Linked DNA regions of Sus scrofa: region 1 is linked to region 2. The links are chromatin contacts, called in public HiChIP or PLAC-seq maps. All regions are on one chromosome and are shown on one strand. Each heading gives the region's core, a stretch centred on a gene start, on an enhancer-like site or on the middle of the called end of the contact. The rest is flanking DNA. Distances are from core to core; before and after follow the strand shown.

Evidence for each region. HiChIP or PLAC-seq counts read pairs in DNA pulled down with a chosen protein or histone mark.
Region 1: an H3K27ac HiChIP or PLAC-seq map of alveolar macrophages shows a contact between it and region 2. The contact joins two enhancer-like sites.

Annotation. Positions count from the first base shown.
Region 1 is chr5:27,548,177-27,551,535 of Sscrofa11.1, reverse strand. The region is part of intron 1 of PPM1H (protein phosphatase 1H); the gene reads left to right. Among named protein-coding and RNA genes, the nearest start is that of PPM1H, 22 kb to the left of the region's middle. Within about 2 kb of position 1,490, at least 2 of the 83 cell types and tissues checked have an H3K27ac peak or open chromatin away from gene starts, as enhancers often do. A contact at or near this core is called in alveolar macrophages, where this site is marked.
Region 2 is chr5:27,455,215-27,458,679 of Sscrofa11.1, reverse strand. The region is part of intron 2 of PPM1H (protein phosphatase 1H); the gene reads left to right. Among named protein-coding and RNA genes, the nearest start is that of PPM1H, 120 kb to the left of the region's middle. Within about 2 kb of position 1,614, at least 2 of the 83 cell types and tissues checked have an H3K27ac peak or open chromatin away from gene starts, as enhancers often do. A contact at or near this core is called in alveolar macrophages, where this site is marked.

The DNA of each region.
Region 1 (3,359 bases), core at 241-2,740, 93 kb before region 2:
AGAAAAGCAGACATAGGCCAGGGACAGGGCTGAAAAGGTAGACAAAGGGTAGGAAAGCCCTTGTATATCATGGTAAGGAATTTTATACTATAAGCAGTAAAGTAGCCATGGAGGATTTTTTAAGTTAGGTGCTGGGAATGACAAGGTGAGATATTTGGGGAAAATAACTGGCAGGCATAGGAGAGAAACAGAGACGAAGGTGAGGTGTGATAGTAAGATGAAAGAAGAGAAGGCAGTTGGCCGGCTGCTAGGTGTGAAACTAGCAGACTGGGGGGGCCTATTGGAAAGAAGTGTGCATTAGAGATAGTGAGTGCTTCTCCTTCTCTCTGATTCCTTCTTGTCGGGACACGTGGGAGGCTTAGACTTCTCTGCTCCCTTTTCAGCTAGGTGCTGCTGTGTGACTATTTCTGGCCAGTGTGTTGTGAACAGAAGTCAAATGTCACTTCCAGGCTGAAGCATTTAATTGTGGCTGAAAGACCTCCCAATGTCATCGTCCTCTTTTTCAGGAATGAGAAGGCTGTGTATTTCAGATGGTGCAGCTACAGGATGGTGGAACCCCAGTCCACTGAACTCCCGTAGCAGGTATATGACCCTGTAGAATGTTCAGGTCTACAATGGTCAATATCTGTTGTGCCATGCTACCAAGATTTGAGGGGTGTTTGTTACAAAGCATATCCTAGCCTATCCTGACTAGTGCATGGTGGTGGCTTGTAGCCAACGTTAAATAGATTGCTTTGTAGGATTCCTTAGAGCTTTTTTCCCCCCTTTTTAACTTTTTTATTTTATTTATTTATTTATTTATTTTTGTCTTTTTGCCATTTCTTGGGCCACTCCCGCGGCATATGGAGGTTCCCAGGCTAGGGGTCAAATCGGAGCTGTAGCTGCCAGCCTAGCCAGAGCCACAGCAACGCGGGATCCCGAGCCGCGTCTGCAGCCTACACCACAGCTCACGGCAACACCAGATGGTTAACCCACTGAGCAAGGGCAGGGACTGAACGCTCAACCTCATGGTTCCTAGTCAGATTCGTTAACCACTGAGCCACGACGGGAACTCCCTTAACTTTTTTATTATAGTTGATTTACAATGTTCTGTTATGCTGTACAGCAAAGTGACCCAGTTATACATACATACACATTCTTTTTCTCACATTATCCTTCGTCATGTTCCATCACAAGTGACTAGATGTAGTTCCCTGTGCCATTCAGCAGGATCTCATTGCTTATCCACTCCAAATGCAATAGTTTGCATCTGCTAACCCAAAACTCCCAGTCCATCCCACTCCCTACCTCCCCCCGTCCCCACCTTGGCAATCCAAAGTAGAATTCCTCAGAGCTTTTTAATTTACTGTGGAGAATTTTGAAACTCCAAGCCGAGGGCTAGTGTGTTGCTTCCTAAACTTACCTGACTATGAAATCCATTTACTTGCCTTTTTTGGTTAAGTGCACATACTAACATTTTGAGGAACACAGTTAAGGAAATACCACATTACACCATCATCATGGTCTAGTCATGACACTAATTGCAGAAACGAAGAAGAGTTCTCAATTGGAAAGGAAGGATAGATTTAAGAGAAAAGCCGAAAGAAGGATTGGCCTGGGTGGGACTGATTGGATATTTGAAGGAAGAGTGCAGAGGTTATGTTGTCTCCGTTACCAACTCATTTCTGGTTGATTCCTCATCAGGCGGCCCAGTGCCTTTCCAGACCTTGTCTTTTTCCCTCCAGTGTCAATCCCATGCCTACCCTCCTGTGTGTTGGCGGAGGGCCTCACCTTCCCACCTAATGGGATCTCTGTTTAGCACCAGCGCCTCTTCCAGGCCACCTTGGGACCTCTGTAACATTTTTATTCCCTGCTCTCTTAGATGGAGAAATATTCCGCTGGAAGTTAGCACCCTTGCACCCTGCCACTTATGCTCATGTGACTTCCATTCCTCCATCTGTACTCCCAGCATCTTGAGTCTCCTCATTGCCCCCTCCTTTGCCCAAAGGTCATTGCTATCAAGTCAAACAGCATATCCCCTCTTCTAGTCGGCATCACTCCTTCAGGTTACTAGACACGCAATTGCTCTCTTTTTGTAACCCCTTTATTTCCTCCCTCATCAAAAGACAAACGGAATGTCTACTGTGTGCCAAGAACCTCAGGGTGCCAGGGGCACAAAGACAGATTAGAGAGGCCACTTCCCCTGGGTTGTCTAGTGGGAGACCCATCCCACTGAACAGCACAGGGCATTGTGGGCAGCACAGAGCCCAGGGCAAGAAGGCTTTCCCCATCGGGGGAGGCAGGAGCTGAACCTTAAAGAAGTCGGTTAGCCAGTGGAGGGGCTGGAGAGGAGAGCAGGTGTGAGGGAGGAGGCGGGGAGAGTAGGAGGTCCATGAGCCACCGTGGGTGGTCTCTGCACACTGCTTCCGCTTCATTGCTCCTCAGGAGGATGCTTGCCTGAGGTCACCAGTGACTCTTTAGGTTCAAGGGGTCGCCTAAAAATTTTGCTCATCTTCTGCATCCTCATCAGCACAGTCATTGCTGCTGCTCACTCTCTAGTCCATGCACTCTTGCACCTCTTAACTTCTGGAGACTTCTTCTTTGTGGTCCTTTTTCAGAATTTCTACCTATGTTCCCTTTGGTCCTCAGAAAAGGGACCCTCTCCATTAACAGTTTTATCCATATGCCTTTCTTTGGGATGTGAATTTAGCTGTGCTCCTCTCCTGAACACATTTCCCACCGTTCCCTCTGCCGCGATCATCCTTTCACTATGCCCACCTCTATTGTATGCTTGGTATGAGTCTGAAGTCATATCTGTTTGAAATGTGAGTGCAAATTATAGGCATTGTAAAGGACACAGTCAGTGTTCCTTGTTCATGTATCATTCACGGGCTAATGGGTTCTGACAGTGCCAGGTGGGAACAGTCGGATAATGCTGAGACCTCACTGTGCCAATACCTACGAACAGCTGGGGAACAAATCTGCTTGTAGTTTCCAGAGCTGCAGTGGTCTGGTAATACAATTCTGTTGTGTAAGTTTTCTGGGAACATAGATTGTTCTCTTGTTCAGTTACATTATGGAGTCTTTTTTTTTTTTTTTTTTTTGCATAAATTGCCATATAACAAGGACTTAGCTGAATTTGTCTTGTTGAAATAAAAACTTGTACACTGATTCCGAGTTACTTTTTGGGAGGCCATAGGCAGAAAGTTCCTTGCAGGATGTCTTCCTTTCTGCCATACGTGCTGAGGTGATGGCTAACGGTGTCCCCTGGTTATTTCCAGTTCTCTGCGGGGGACATGGCTGTTTACCGACTTTCCTTCCTTGCCAAACTGGGGACCCTCTAGCCTGGGGAGAGTCTGTCCTCCCTGATGGGGAGATGT
Region 2 (3,465 bases), core at 365-2,864:
GTGTTCTTCTATATGAGAATTAGGGATCTTTCCCGGTCGGGAACAAATGATCTGAATAATTTAGTCAGACAGAGAAGGATGGTGAGAAGCAACAGGCTACCGACGCTCTGTGGGCATGAGTCCAAGTGGACAGCAGTAGAATGTGGGCCTGGGAAGGACTCGTCACGTAGTTCCTCAAGCTTCCCCAACACCTCGGCTTCGTCATCCACTTATTTATTCTTCCTCCTCTTACTGTGCCGCCCTGAGATTGGATGAAGAACTGGTGATTGCAAGCTCTGTGGGGGAAAGGCCTAAAACAGATTTTCTAATTCTGCATTATCATCCTCATGCAATACCTTGAAACCTGGCCAGAAACTTGATGGAACACGAGCCATACCACAGCTTACAAGCGGGGATCCAAGGGACATGTGTCGGCGCTCTGTTTCCCCAGTGGCAAATCCATAATCTCGTTTCTTTGGCAAGAGCGGAGGGGGGCAAGTGCATTCCATGCTCATACTGAGCTTTTTATCGACCAAGGGACTTCAGTCCAAGTGGGGGTTCCGCCTTTGTGATACTCCTTTCATGTTGTCGATAAAGACCCTCCTCAGGTTACTCGAATACCCTGACGGGTTGGGGCAGGGAAGGGAAGTGGAAGGTCAAATGTGTCTTCGGGGAAGGCAGCCCAGTGGGGGGGGTCACTGTTTCCCCCCATCGCAGGACAGCTATTTCAAGTTGCAGTCTCCAAACCATCAGTTCAAGGCAATAATTTTAGTATGTACCCCCAATATATGTGTTCATTTGTTGATATATAACCATACCACTGAATATCCATTTAGTATATATTTAATAGTTATAACAATACATTAAATAGTTTTAAAATAATTTAAAGGCAATAAAGATAAAAAGGCAACATTTTAAAATAATAAGGACTAACAATTACATGGTGTTTATTATATGCCAGGCATTGTTCTGAGTGTTTTTCACACATCAACCCATTTACTGTCTTGCTAAGAGCAGAGACTCCTGTTTCCATTAACTCATATTTCAAGACACAATGTGTCACCAACAAAAGCGAACATGGAGTTGTGGTGCAGCAGAAACAAACCCGACTAGCATCCATGAAGATGTGGGTTCGATCCCTGGCCTCGCTCAGTGGGTTAAGGACCCGGCATTGTCGTGAGCTGTGGTGTAGGTCACAGATGTGCCTCGGATTCCACCTTGCTGTGGCCATGGTGTAGGCCAGCAGCTGTAACTCAGATTCAACCCCTAACCTGGGAACGTCGTATATGCCGCGAGTGTGGCTTTTTAACAAATAAAAAAGCGAACATAAATCCATAGTTCAGCTGTCTCCTTGATCACTTCAGATACTTTGGGCTGGAATGATTATTATTATTGTCAGATAGGGCTAGTTGTCATGGCTTGGGGTAGGACGTGCTAGCCGTGACATCTTATTTGCTCGTTTTCTATCAGTAATTTTTTTTGCAGGAGTTGTTTTTAAAAGCTGTGGTCTAGTTAGTGAGGGGTAATTAGTTTAAAACTTCATGGTGTCATGTGGAAGACCACCTATTGTGGGCCCGTGTCCCCAGCAATAGGTCACAATAAACACCAGTGCTCCATGGCTGTCGAGACGTGCTGACCACACGAGGGCGCCCGTGTCAGGCTGTGTGAGAAATCCTAGCCACGCTTAATTTCTTCTTCTATGTTAGGTGGAAAAAGACAAGAGAATTTCTGATTCCAATTTTCCTCTAACTTGCTGACTGAGCATTTGAAGCTCCCTCTCTACTTTTGCATGCTCTCTTTTGGGAAGTGCTCATCCCAGAGGGAGAGCAACAAGGGGGTTTGCAAATTGTTACAGCTTGTGCAGTGGGGGTAAGGATGCAAAGCCTGGTTTCCTCGGGCAGGTACAAATGTGTCAGACCCCATTTTTTTAGTTTTCTTTGTATTTCCTGCCTTACATCTAAACACTTCTGTCGGGCTGCACAGGGAACACTGGAGTTTTTCTCTGGAATCTCCCCTTCTTGGTCAGCATGCTGTAGGAGGGGCTGCTCAGTGCCTTCCAGATGGCTCATGTCTGCTCTCTTGCCTCTGGGTCCCCCAGAGCTGAGGGGCAGGCAATATGGCCTCTGCTTCAAGGGGGCTGAACTGATGCTACAGATTTTTGACATCCTTGCTTAGCTGAGCTGGCGTTATTACACCTGAAGCTGCGTGGACACACACTACTTGTCTCAAAACTTACTTTAGCTACTTGTTTGATGGATACATTTCTGTTTGGAGCAGGTGTATTCCTGTTAAAAGGCCCAAGGAGCCCTTTCCATTTAGGACTTCTTGTTTTAAGTTCTGGCACAGGAGATGATCATGAAAATACGAAAAAGATAATAAGCAATGTGATTAAAAAGCAGTTTCTAGAACCTTAGAGAAAGGAGCATATAACTTTGAGCCTACTATAGAGAAATTGTAAAAAAGAAACTTTGACTTTTAAATTTCCAATTTGTTACCTTCTGGAATCTTTGTCTGGTTGCAGATGTATTCCTGAAAAGGGATAGGAGTGTGTGTGTGTGTGTGTGTGTGTGTGTGTGTGTGTGTGTGTGTGTGTTTGGTGTGTGGTGTGTTGTAAATTACATATAAGACTTTTTTTTTTTTGGTAAATGAAAATTTGAAATTATGTCAAGAACATGTTATTCTAAACTGGAAGAGTTTGATTTTCCAGGTGTAGAGCTTTGTTATCCTGAACTGATAGCTCAACAACATTTTCTGATGTCTACAGAGAGTAACGTGTGGCCACTGCCAAGAATTTGGAACAGTCCGCCAGTGGCCTAGGATGTGTACACAATTGCTAATAAGCAACACACAAAATAAAATAGTGCCGTGGTGCTAAAGAGTCACAGAAGCTAGGGAGATTAATTACACAAAGTTGCATGTATTAGGAAATTGGGATTCTGTAACTTGGAACCTGAAGAATGGGGTTCAAGTCCTGGTATTACCACTTAGAGTTACTTGATTCTTCTATATCAAGATAAAATGGGGTAAGGACGCCCATGTTATGGTGGTGGGGTGAGGATTTAATACAATAGGTACTCTGTAGGTATCCTTTGAACGTAGACTTTCCACAGGGAAAGGGAAGTAAGTAGAAGGGAAGTGAGTGGAGTCGCACAGTGGAGGACAGTGAGCATCCTCCTGGCAGGGTTGAAAGGCAGGGGCTGAAGTGTACAGCTTGGTTTCCTGGTCGGGGGGTTGGTCCTTACTGCTCCTTGCCTGTTCATGGTGCCCACGCCCCGCCACTGCGCCATTGAACAGTGAGTGTAAGTAATTATAGTTGCTTTAGATTGTTTCTCTTATATGCTGGACAAAATGCTGCACATTCTATTTTTTTACTATTTACAGATTCTTACACAGTATAGTTAACTGTCCTTTGGGTGTCCAGTTTTATGAATGTTAACATATGCGTGGATTCATAGAATCACCACCCCAGTGAGGATACAACAGTTC